2 separate regions of the Ovis aries genome follow, and region 2 is linked to region 1. The links are chromatin contacts, called in public Hi-C maps. All regions are on one chromosome and are shown on one strand. Each heading gives the region's core, a stretch centred on a gene start, on an enhancer-like site or on the middle of the called end of the contact. The rest is flanking DNA. Distances are from core to core; before and after follow the strand shown.

The links. A called contact is a pair of places that touch in the nucleus more often than the background predicts.
Region 2: a contact with region 1 is called in a Hi-C map of hypothalamus, with 8 times the contacts expected there. The contact joins two enhancer-like sites. A contact is called at or near these places in 3 of 16 Hi-C or Micro-C datasets (hypothalamus, muscle and tail adipose tissue).

Annotation. Positions count from the first base shown.
Region 1 is chr17:39,771,608-39,777,663 of ARS-UI_Ramb_v3.0, forward strand. No RefSeq gene overlaps it. Among named protein-coding and RNA genes, the nearest start is that of RAPGEF2, 360 kb to the right of the region's middle. Within about 2 kb of position 1,349, at least 2 of the 54 cell types and tissues checked have an H3K27ac peak or open chromatin away from gene starts, as enhancers often do. A contact at or near this core is called in hypothalamus, where this site is marked.
Region 2 is chr17:40,034,159-40,040,511 of ARS-UI_Ramb_v3.0, forward strand. All of the region lies in intron 3 of RAPGEF2 (Rap guanine nucleotide exchange factor 2), which reads right to left. Among named protein-coding and RNA genes, the nearest start is that of RAPGEF2, 96 kb to the right of the region's middle. Within about 2 kb of position 2,358, at least 12 of the 54 cell types and tissues checked have an H3K27ac peak or open chromatin away from gene starts, as enhancers often do. A contact at or near this core is called in hypothalamus, where this site is marked.

The DNA.
Region 1 (6,056 bases), core at 99-2,598:
GTTGTCCTTCCTAAAAGAGTCATATAGTTCTTGTAGAATTTCCTTACATTTTATGTCTTATTTCTCTTTCCTCCTCTCCACGTATTATTTCTAGGTTTCTTATTTTATGTGGTCTGCTCTATTTCCAGGGCTTTCTAACATATTCTTTGTATCATGTATTGAGTTATTCACTACAAAATTAGTTGGATTCTTTTTTAGAGTCTCAGTCTCTTTGGTAAAGCCTTCTGTTCACTCATTTTATTCCTAAACTCACTGGACTGCCTTTCTGAGTTTTCTGGTAGTTTGTTGAGTTTCATCATGATAGCTATTTCACCAAGAACCAATTCATTCCTCATCGGTTAGAAGGCAATATCCCACACCTTTAAGTTTGGTTTATGGAGGACGGTCATTTTATTTTTGTGGTGCAGTTTTACTGTAGCTCTTCATTATGTCTGATGATTAATCTGCTATGTGAAGTTGGGAGCATCCTTCTGCTTCATGCTAAAGATTCAACCTCCTTCCCTGGTGGCTCAGTGGTAAAAACAATCTGCCTGCAATGCAGGAGACAAAACAGGAGCCACAGGTTTGACCCGGGGTTCGGATAGATTCCCTGGAGAAGGAAATGGCAACCCCCTCCAGTACTCTTGCCTGGGAAATCCCATGGACAGAGGAGCCTGGCATGCTATTGTCCGTGGTGTCACAGAAGAGTCAGACACGACTTAGCGACTAAACAAGGATTCAAGTTTAGAAATTGGAGTCTTTTCTTCTGGTTTCCATTAGGTGGCGCTTTAGCACAAGTTTTGGGATCGTCTTACCTGCGCTGCCTCTGGGTTTGTTTTTGTTGTTGTTTTTTGTTTGTTTGTTTGTTTTTTGACAGCTGGCACTTTCCCCCCTTCGCTGCCTCTGTCTGTGGTGTTGGCCCTGCGCCTGTGTTATTGCTTTTTGTGCCTCTAGATTTGGTGGTGCCTTGCTGTTCCCAGCGTCCCTAGCATCACAATGGTCGCCCGCTGCACAGGGACGGTGGGCTTTTCCTTTATCTCAGAGGTCCGCTGAGTCAGTGGGCCCCACCGCTTTGGAGGGAAGGGGATTGTGGGGGACAGCCAGGATCACACAAGTGCCTCTGCCGTGCCCCATTCACCTGGGTCATTCTTAATTGTCCAGACCTCGCTCAGTCATCATCCCCCTTAGGAAACCTACCTTGAAATTTCTGGTTGGGATAAATGCCTCTTTCTTTCATCTTAAACACCCTTTTCAAATACTTTAAACATACTTGCTTTATATACTTGCTTAACAGTTTCACTGTCTAGTCTCTGCATGTGTCTTAGGCACTCCTGTTCTTCCTTTTGAGCCTCGCTCCTGCTGGCTTGTTTTGCATACATCCTAAGACTCACTAGATTTTATGCTGAGCTCAAATTTGGTTGAACTTTAAATGAAGGAATCCTGAATTACCTGAATTGCTTTGGTTTCTGCCAACTGCTAGAGGGTATTACCAACTAAGATTGCCATTTCAGCTGAATGTCTTGCCTTGGGCTTTCCCAGCCTGGGAATGTGCTAAAATTCTGATCCCAGCTTTATATGAGAGTAACACTGTGTTGCAAAACATTAGGAATTACTATTGAATTTTTTAAAACCCAGTATCAGTGAAGACAGACCAACTTTCTTATTGGTTTACATCGCCAGCAGGCAGATTTTCCTAAATTTCTCTTTTTACCTGAAGACCTGGTTTCATGTGAGGGCTCTCAGGTTCACCTACTTTGTCAGGCTGAAATTCTGCTTGTGGAGAAGGGGAAGTTTTAACCAACAGTGCCCTAGTCTTGACTAGAGACCTGGCTCAGATTAACCTAGGCTAGTCTTCTGACAGTCGCACTGGTTTCAGCTGTTATGTTTCACTCTACTTTTGAACCACCTTGATTTTTGTTGTTAAACGTCTGATTCTTTGTTCATTGAAGACTCCCTTTAACTCGTAAGTTCAGCAATGTCTTTAAAAATATGTTTGCTCTCATTTATCTAATATCTGTGTTTTGACATGGATGTGCATTTCAGAATGTCCATTCTCAACAAAGTGCTGGACATAGAAATGTCAAGAGTTTATTTTTAATTTATGTTCTATATCAGGGGTACTTGCAAATTTTACAAAGAATCCTCTGCCAAACACTTGTGGGTTTTTTCTTGGCTGATTTTTACATTAGTTTTTTTAGCCAAGTGTGTGCACGCAGTACCAAAAGTCATATAGGAAAAACGGACTTGTCTGCTTTCCATGACCTAAACTCCTGTGTCCCAGAGCAACCATTTTAAAATCCTAAAAAAAAAAAAAAGTTAAACTACTGCTTGTATTATTTTAGTTCTTTTTTATAAATATTGTTTTTATCAATATCCCTTGACTCATTCATTTTGCACCTTACGTGTTGACTCCTTACAATAGTAGCTAAGGCTTTTATTCTGCATCTACCCATACAGCTATATGATAATTTTTTATTGAATCAATGTTTATCCACCTTACTGTAACTTTAAATACACTCACTCTTGAATGAAGTAGTATGCTCCAGTTATGTTTACTTTGTGTACAACATTTTTTTTTCTGGAGTCAATTATTTCCTCACTTTTTTTCATTTACTTCATTTTCTAAAAACATTTTCTCTCAGACCTATTTATTCCATGGTCTAAACCATCAGAGTATTATGTGTGTGCTTTTGCCCTGAATACCTCCTCCTAAAATTTTCAGTGTTTTTATTTTTGTATGGATTGGTGTTTCCAGACCTCCTGTCCAGATGTCAGCCACAATTTTTCATTTGTTGCTTTCCTGTAGCGAAACCCCATTTCCTGGGTGTTGTGTGGTCCTTTTTCTTATTTTTTTCCCACAGTTTTGATGGGAACACATTCTCCAGTGGTTTCCTGAGAAAGCGTATACAGGAAGTAAAGTGTTTGCATGTCTGAAAACGCCTGTGCTCCACCCTCACATTCAATGAATAGTTTGCTAGTACGAGGGCTCCTAGGTCCAAAATCATTTTCCAGTTGTCCCAGCATCGTTTGTTGGCAAGACTGTATAGACTTTGCACCCTTGCTAAAAATTTAAGATTTTTTTTAAGGCACCAATACCTTCCTTACACTTGTCTTACTTCAAATTGTTAGCAAGCACCCTGCCACCTGCTTTCGTGTCTTCTGCAAAACGGAGGCAGGAGGCCATGAAATGCCCTGTGATTATTATGAATAGAGTTTTGAGTTTAGACTGCGTGAATTAATTCAAAAGCTGACTTTACTACCTCTCAACTGTGTGACCTTGGACAGGTTATTTAGCTTTACTAGGCCTCAGTTTCTCATTTTTTTAATGGAACCAGTAATAGTATCCACCGCATAAAGTTGTTTGGAGAATCAAAGGAGATAGTGTGTAAATGATTTAGTTCAGTGCCTAGCACGGAGTACACCTCCCACAAACAGCTCCTGGGTAGTGGGGTTGCTGGTAGCTCCACCATTTCCTATACAGAGTCACATGGGAAGATAGCATATTCTGCATATTCCCAGGGGCAGAAACCCTCGCATGTCGATGCCAGAAGGAAGGTTCTTTCCACCATCATCAACTGCCAACTGACTCACCAAACAGAAATGTGATGTAACAGCCTCCACTCACCACCCCACCCACTCCCTGGTGATCCTGTTCCCACCTCCAGGGGGTGTATATTTCACCTCCCACTATTAAGAACTTCCTGTGGGTTGGAGCCTGCACAATGCTCTCTCATGCTTGGGTTCCCAACTCCAGAAGGCACACTACTCCTCTACCGCTCAAGGACAGTCGTGGAAACTTGGTCATGTGGACGTGAGGACCAAGCCACAAACCAGCTTTATTGTAGGCAGTCCAAGTCCTGCTGTGATGTAGTGGGCAAGGCACTTTCTTCTGGTAAGCACTGGAGGGCGGTGTGTGTGTTGGGGATGGGCGTGTACTGTGTATACACCCATACACACACTCCACACACAAGTATAGCAGGACAGCTGGTCGACCTGATGACAAAGTTAGGTGTATTCATCTGAAATCATTCAGGTAGAGAACGTGCAGGCAAAGACAAATCCACGCACAATCGTTGCCAAACACCACATGCACCATCACATACACAGCACACACACCCGCAACATAGATAGATATACCCACCAGCAATGTGCACACAAATTTGGTCATGAACACAGTCACGTGTTCCTAGAAACTCACACGGATGCACCAGCTAACTATTTACAGACGTGAAAGATCCATCCAGATACACACATATAGACCCACGTGGATCCATCTACACACAGTCGCAGATTTGGACAGACACGCTTACAGCCAAGAACTTTCTGGCAGACAGTCTGCCAAAGACACTCCTACACCCACGACCTCACCCAGGGTCAGGATCATCGCTGACATGTTGTAGACAGGAACAGTTGAGAGTGTCCAAGTGCTTTCCCCAGTCACATCGTGACAGAGAGTAGAGTTGAGAGTATGCTCTAAGGAAGTCCTCCAGCAAGGAGAAGCATCATTTCCAAAAGAAGAATCTCTGCTCATGCTGACTTTTGCAGTTACGCCAGTCTTAGTAGGGCCAGTTCAGGTGTTGCTCCTTGAAAGCTGTTGTTTTGAAAGTTCTACCTTCAGATTCACTGGTTATTCAGCCAGTGAATATCATCTTTTACCAACTGAAAATAGCAGCCTGTTCATTTTGTTCTGACCAGGGGTATGGAGAGCAAGCCTGCAGACCATCCTGTCATTGTGGCTGCCTCTCAACACCCAGGATAATGAAGCATCATCACAGGAAAGTCATCACAGGCTTGCTCACCAGGAGAAGCCAAGAAGGAGGAAAATAGTCTCCAATTCAGTTCTGCCTTTCAAGTCTCACACATCTGACTCACATCCAGAATGCTGGCTGCATCGCTATGGAGAAGATGCACATTTCAGGGACTCCCCTGGAAGTCCAGTGATTGAGACTCCATGCTTCCAATGTAGGGGGCTCAGATTCAATCCCTGAATGGGAACCTAAGAAACTGCATGCCTCACATAAAAGTTTTAAATAAATAAAATAACAATAAGTATAATAAAATCATTTTTAAAAACAACAACAAAAAGAAGATGCACATTTCAGTGCCCCACTAGAAGGAGTGTAGAATGACGTTTGGACAGACTGATCCACAGTATCTACCACAGTAACTTGCTTAAGGTTGCACAGCCAGTAAGTGATGGGACCAGTATTCAAATCCACTGTGGATTCTGACCCTTTTCTTTCTAAAGAAACTTCTTTGGCCTCAAACACACAATGGTCTCAAAATACGATGATTAAATTAGTGGTGAGTGTTTTGTTGGGTGGAAATAAGGATGTCTTAGTTGGGTTCTCCAGAAATCAGAGCCTGAGGCAGGAAAGCCCTCATGCACTGTTACTGCTGTATTGGAGAGCGGAAGTGAGGGCAGGGGGCAGGACAAGGATGTGGCTGAGCTGACCACAGCTGAATGCAGCCCACAGCTGCATCTGGGGGGACAAAATGCATCTGAGGTCGGAATCTTGTCTTGTGTGAAAGTGGAAAAGGGATTCTAATCAAAGGTTCACCCCCAGGATGTGAATTCCACTTGCCAGTTGCACAAACCTCTCCAGGAGACGCCAGTGGCTGACAAGCATGGTTAGAGTTTGGTTTCAGCAGCCTCATGGATTTGGGACTTGACTCTGTAAGCACTAGAGAACCCCAGGGATATTTTGAAAAGGAAAGTAGCATAGTCAGAGGGGGCCCATCCTTAGTTGGATGCTTTCCTTATAAAATCTCATTATCTGCCAAACCGAGATATCTGTGGAAATTTCCAGTTCAGCCCTTGACTGTAGTAGCTGTGCAGACCCACATCTCATGAGCGCTGTGCTTTCCTATCCATGACTTCATCTGCCTCTCTGGAGCCTGTGAGACATGGGCGTTTCCATTTTCAGAAGAAGCAGCATCAAGGGGGACCCATGGAAGACAGTGGGGTTGGAGTGTGGAAGCTAACCGTGCCCGATGCATGAGACTGGACTGGAAAAGGTTTTGTTCAAATTGAGATCACTCTCATTTCTCTGGATTGGAGGCAGGCGTAGGCTTTT
Region 2 (6,353 bases), core at 1,108-3,607, 260 kb after region 1:
TTGGTATCTCTAATTTTCTTGAAGAAATCTCTAGTCTTTCCCATTCTATTGTCTTCTTCTATTTATCTGCACTGATCACTGAGGAGGGCTTTGTTATAAAAATAGAATAGAATACAAAAACAATAAGTCGCTTAAGTTTCTCACAGTGAGATGCCACCAACAAAATCTGTTTTACTCAATTGGCCTGAAAAGTCTCCTGAGTTTGTTAGAAACCACTGTGCTACCCTGCCCTCTCCTGGATTTATAATAATTTTGTATCAGGCAGGCAGTGTTTCAGTGTAGACATAAGCCATTTTCCTTCAACATCTGCAACCACGCCCCTTCCCACGGGGCACCTGTCACTGCGGGACTCTATATTACCAAGTAATGACTACTTTTTAAAAAGAAAGGAAGAGAAAGAAATTACCTAGCAGTAACAGCATCCAACTTGTCTACACTTAGAGGAGAAGCAAAATGAACCTGAGATCTCGCTTGCAGACATATGTGGCGGCACAGCTGGCTAACAGAAGACTCACTAGTAGAATAATAATTACAAGCCTAACAGGAACAAATGGCCAGGGGAAAAAAATGCGACACGCCAGTCACTGTGGATACAACTAATTGTATTCACCAATGTCATCTGTATTTTTCCCAGTTGTTTAATGTTTTAAAATTATGAGCTCAGGAGTCCCATCAAGGATTGCTGAAATGGTAAAAGTGGAATCTCAGAGTAACTGAACATTTGCAAATAACTTTAGCGTTACATCACCAGTAACAGGTAGAAAAGAGACACCTAGAGATTACAGAGGCCCCTCTGATCACCAAAATGAACACTTAGAGAAGACCTAGAAGTTTTAGACAGAGCTAAGAACTGCAAGACAAAGATTTGATTCCAACACCTGCCATCCTACACCCGACAAGATGAAAGCCAAAAAGCCCAGGGTATGATAAGACCCTTAGCAGAGCTTCTGTTTTGATTCTGTCAACAGAGAGAAAATGAATCAAGCCAAACAAAACAAGCAAGCAAAATATAAACAGGACATCATAAAATGACCGATCCGCCATGCCATGCGATCAGACAGAAGGACCCTAAAAAGCCATCACGACTGACCACTCTAGGTGCCCACACTCCTGGGCTAAACCAGAAGCGCAGGTGCAGCCTTGGAATGACAGGAAGAAGCCACTGTAACCTGGTCCCACTCTTCCCACCTCACTTCCCTCTGCTCCTCAGCACAAACCCCCTTCCTAGATGGTATCTCCCTACCTTCTAAGTCAACCTGCGCCCCAAAGGAATGGCTCTAACACTACTTCTTCAATAAGGTCTTCTCACTGATTCCCACACTCCAAAATACTTATCCCATCTCATTTATTCTGTTTTGTGCTTTTCTCTACCCATTTCTCATCCCTGAGCAACCTAGGTGTCTCCCTCCACTCACATGGACGCCCCCTGCAGGCAGAGCCAGGAGCTGCAGCTTGCAGGAACGGGTCAGGATCTTGGCAGTCAGCATCTGCTCAGGGAACTGAGATCAAGACAGGCTTCTGCTTATAACCTGGACAGGAGGAAGCCCAGCCCCGACGACCAGCAACTAAAAGCAGCAGTCTGACGCCCTGCAAAGAGTAAAGGTTTGGAACACACATTCTGTCATACCAGCCATGTGATCCTGGTGACGTCAGGTCCTGGGGCTCTGATTCCTCAACTGTGAAATGGGGATATTAGTCCTCCACAACGTCACTCTGATTTAATGACACAATACATACCAAGCGCCCTGCAGAGCAGGGACACAGCACACTGGTCTCTTCCTCTCTCTCACAACCGCCTCTGAAAGGGTCACCTTCACCTTTCCTCTCTGCTCTCAACCCCAATAAGACCTGGATTCAGACTGCGCAACTCACCAACCTACACCGTTTCCTCCGCCCATGCCTCAGGGCCTTCGAACGAACCTGCTCTTCCAGCTCCTAAAGGGTACCTTCAGCCTAGTAAACTCCTTACTCATCCTTTGAATTCCAGGTTAACGACCACTTCCTCTGAGAAACATTTTAGTACCTTCCAAATAAAGTGAGTCACTCTCTGCTGGGTTCCCAGCCACTATGGACTTGTTCACAAGAAGCAGAGTATCATTATCTCAGAAGTCTTTCCTCTACTCTTCAGTACTTCCACGGACACACTAGACGATGCTCAACTGGCACTCAGATATTTTATCAATAAGTTAATTAATAGTTGAACAGACACTAACTCAGGTGAGGTGTTAGTGTCTGAAAGTCAAAGCCATTGAGTTTCAATTTACTAGGAACTAGAAAAATGAAGTGAGGGTTAAAGAACATCCTTGACAAAAACCTAGATATCCACAGGGTGGCAGTGTCTCCCCACGAAAGGGCTTTGTGAGCAGCTGCGTGGTCCCCAGTTCCCCTTTAGGAAGCAGACTGAATACAGGGACCCAGCGCAAGATGATGGAGGCGGGGGCGTGGGGGAAGGGGGCTGCGGACAATAAGCTAATAACTCAAAGGAAAGCAGCTAAGTCAGAAAGGGGATTATCAGAGGGCAAAAAAGTAATTGGAGAGAAGCCACTTAATTTCGTTGCTAATACAATACGAAAATTTAAGTGAAGCCCAAGTGGCCAAAAGGCTTCAAAAAGGGTAGGAGGGATGGGGTGAGGAAGGGGCTTCAGGCAAAGGCACTCCTGTCCTTGTAGACACAGAGCTTCACACCCACCCCTACCAGCCACAAATTGACATCTGGTCTCTGTGTGTGTGTATTTGGAGAGAGGGGATGTCAACCAACAGAAACTAGAGGAATGGTCCCCAGGCAAAAAACACACCATCGGGATGAGAATTCAGTGCCCAAGGAGTGCATCGGGTCTACAGGAAGGGTCTCCCCCAGGAGCAGGTCAAGGGCAGCGCAGCACAGGCAGGAGGGACCCAAGTGGAGGATGCGCTATGGGGCTGTATGGGGCGACAGCCACTGGGCATCAGGACACACAGATGCACAGAGGCGGCCACCACACGGGAACACAGGCCGGTGGAGAGGGCGCCCACTCAGCAAGGGGTGGGGACACGCAGCCACGGGGACCCACAAGCATCAGGGTTTGGGTCAGTTTAGAAAGGGAGACTGCACTGTATTACGCACACTACCCAGATGCAACCCCACCTTCACACAACAGCCGCCGGCATCTGGGAGCAGTGTTACCTCCCGGGCCTACTGGCTTCGGTCAATGGGAACCAAAATGAAGACCATCCAAATTCCACTAAGTAAGTGGAGCCCACAAGCAAGGAACTCAGAGGGCCTGCCACCAGAGACTACGACTAGGAAAACACTTGTTTCTCCTCCTACAGTTGCTGTCCTGGTAACATCATCCAGCCTAAGGATAAAACAGAAAACAGTCTTCCTGCATTTCTTCCTCTGCACAATCCACCACCACATCCTGTGGGGTCCTCTCCAAAGCCCCTGATGAAGTCTGACATCTTATTCTACCCACCTCCCCGGCCCCCCCACACACACACACGGTCACTAGTCTCTTCTGAGCGGTGCAGATGTGTACTCTCATATATACAATTATACCAACAACCAGAGCAGGACTAACTCTGCCTTCTGACACCAGACGACCCCGTACCTTCTCACGGGAGCCCAGCCGCAAGCTCAGACCAGAGGTTCTCAGTAGGGACATGACCCGCCCCAGGGGACAGAACCTCATCCAGCTCTTCCACCACTAACTGCCACCACGAAGGAATCGAGGAGGATTTCCCATGAATGAAGTGTTCTGTAGCCCTGACAATCGCCACCTTTCAACATGCAGATAGAATAGATATATAAGAATTGTGCTCTTTTTCACAAATGTATTACCGTCACTTCTGCTACTGGATTTACCAAAAAGTTTAATAAAATTTGTTGTTGCTTCCTGATGGGACTCTAAGCCTTATGCTCCAAGACAAAATACATATGATACATTTTTGTGCAGCCAATGGCAGAAAGTAAGCTGACTAGAAAAGTTAAAGGAGCTCGGCAGTGTGCAACCCTGACAACACCAGATCACTGTCCAAAGAAAGCCAAAGTAAAGAGCACACATCAGCCGTACTCAGGCATCAAGTGTAGGACATGTGATAGAAAGAGTCCTCTACCAAGGGTTAACAAGCACATTCCTCTGACGTAAAGAACAGCAATATTGTTCTATAAAATTATATACTTCATAATATTTAATTATATACAAGCACGTAACCAAAAGTTTCCACACTTAGGAAAACACGTATTGCAAGCAGAGGCTGACTTTTTGTTCCATTTCCTTAAAGTTCCAAATCATAAGAAGCTACTTCACTTTTATCACTAACAACTCTGAAGGAAAAACAGCATCATTATAACATTAAGTTTTTCAGAAAATCCTTAATTTCCTCTCAACAAACTATAGTGGCTCAAACCCAACAAATAGGATAAATCAGTAACATCAGTAAGAACTCTGATAACTGATGGAAATATTGAGGCTACTTCAGCTAAATACTTTGAAAATATTTTATTTTGAATATATTAAAGTATTTTGAAAATATTTTTATTTTTAAAAAAATCAGTATTTTGAAAATGGGGGAAATACGTGGACATAATTTTTTCTAACCAGGTTAATTCACTAAATCAGCAAAGGGAATGATATAAACAACTAAAGAACTAGTAAAGCCAAATATTCTATAGACTCAACATATAGTCATTCTTAACTTTATAAAATTCATTTTAAAGACAAAATGAAGGAGTGAGGTCTTAAGTGTCATGAAGTTACTCAATAAACTTTTTTTGAATGAAAGAAAAAACATCGATGCAGATTACAATTTATGAGAATCCATTCATCAGTGATTCAGCTATAGAGGGCAGATGGCTAAACCCAAGGACCTGAGGGACAACTTCTCAAATTTGACACAGCAGCCAAATACTCTTCTGAAACCCACCAGTGGTTCATGAAATTCACACATCTGTGTCTTTCAGTTACACACTACAGTTTCATTTTCAGGGTAAACCTGCTCCTCACCTACAGAAAACTGGCACCAGAAATTCTAAAAAGAACTCGCAGCCGTCCAGAAACAAACCCACACCAAACCTGCCCACCCTACTGCGAAGGTCAGGGCTGACACGTACTGCCAGCTCACAGCGCTGTGGCCGCACCGATCAGAAAGCACAGGGAGGGAACCTCATTTGCTGACTACATGCAACTTTAAACAGCTGAATTTAAGAAGAGTTCAGGTTTTTACTAAGTAGTTTCACAGAAAATCAATACAAAGGACTTAACACCTAACCCTAACCCTAACATGCAGGCTGTTTTACCTGAAAGACCATTAAGAAGGTCTTTCTCAGCTGATCTAGCAAAGGAATAGCTCCTTTCAAGTAAATGCAAAAAAATAACAACTGAGAACAGACAAGATGCAAATGTCTGTGCTGGGCAACACAAGCACAATCTAAGCCAGTGTAGTTTCTGCCCTGCTGGAGTTCACAAACTAAATACATTTTAAAATGTTTTTATTTTACTGCTCTTTGAGTAATCACAAAAATAAAACATTTTCAAAGATTAAAAGTAAATATAAAATATTGTGTTTTTTAAAGTATTGTTGCTGCTGCTAAGTTGCTTCAGTCGTGTCCGACTCTCCGCGACCCCATGGACTGCAGCCTACCAGGCTCCTCCATCCATGGGATTTTCCAGGCAAGAGTACTGGAGTGGGTTGCCATTGCCTTCTCTGAAAACTATTGCTGAGAAACCTTAAACTATCACCATATGTACATAAATCAATCTCAAGTAAGTCTACTTGTGGGTAGACATGTATCCACGAGTATTTGAATTTTCATACTTACACACAGCACATGTGTACATCACAACATACCAAGCTCACAGTTGAGCATCTTTATCCTATAAGTCTGGGCAAGGAACCACAGGTGGGGGCGGTGAGGGAAGCCACCGGGCAAAGCCATAGCTCCTCCTCCAGGGGGAGGAGGGACCAGGGGAGAAGAGCAACACCACAGGGAAGGGGCAGCTCCTCCTCCAGGGGAGGGAGATCTGGGGGGAGAGGAGCAACACCACAGGGAAGGGGCAGCTCCTCCTCCAGGAGGAGGAGGGGACAGAGGTTCAGGCAGAGCTGAGCACAGGGTGGCCACGGAGCAGGAAGGGGATGTGGTGGGGACAGGGAGGGGACATCTGGACACAGGCGACTGTGGAAACCAGAAACCACATCACAGACTGAAAAGACCGCTAGGTCCTGGGAGAGGGGCAGCGGGGCCAAAGTTCTGCAAGACGTGGATTTAGAGGAAACTGCCTTAGAAGATGCCACTGATCTTAACCTAGCTTTTTCTAATAAAGGAACCATTTCCTCTTCTGCAATAAAGGGAGGTAAATCCCATATCTAAGTGCTAT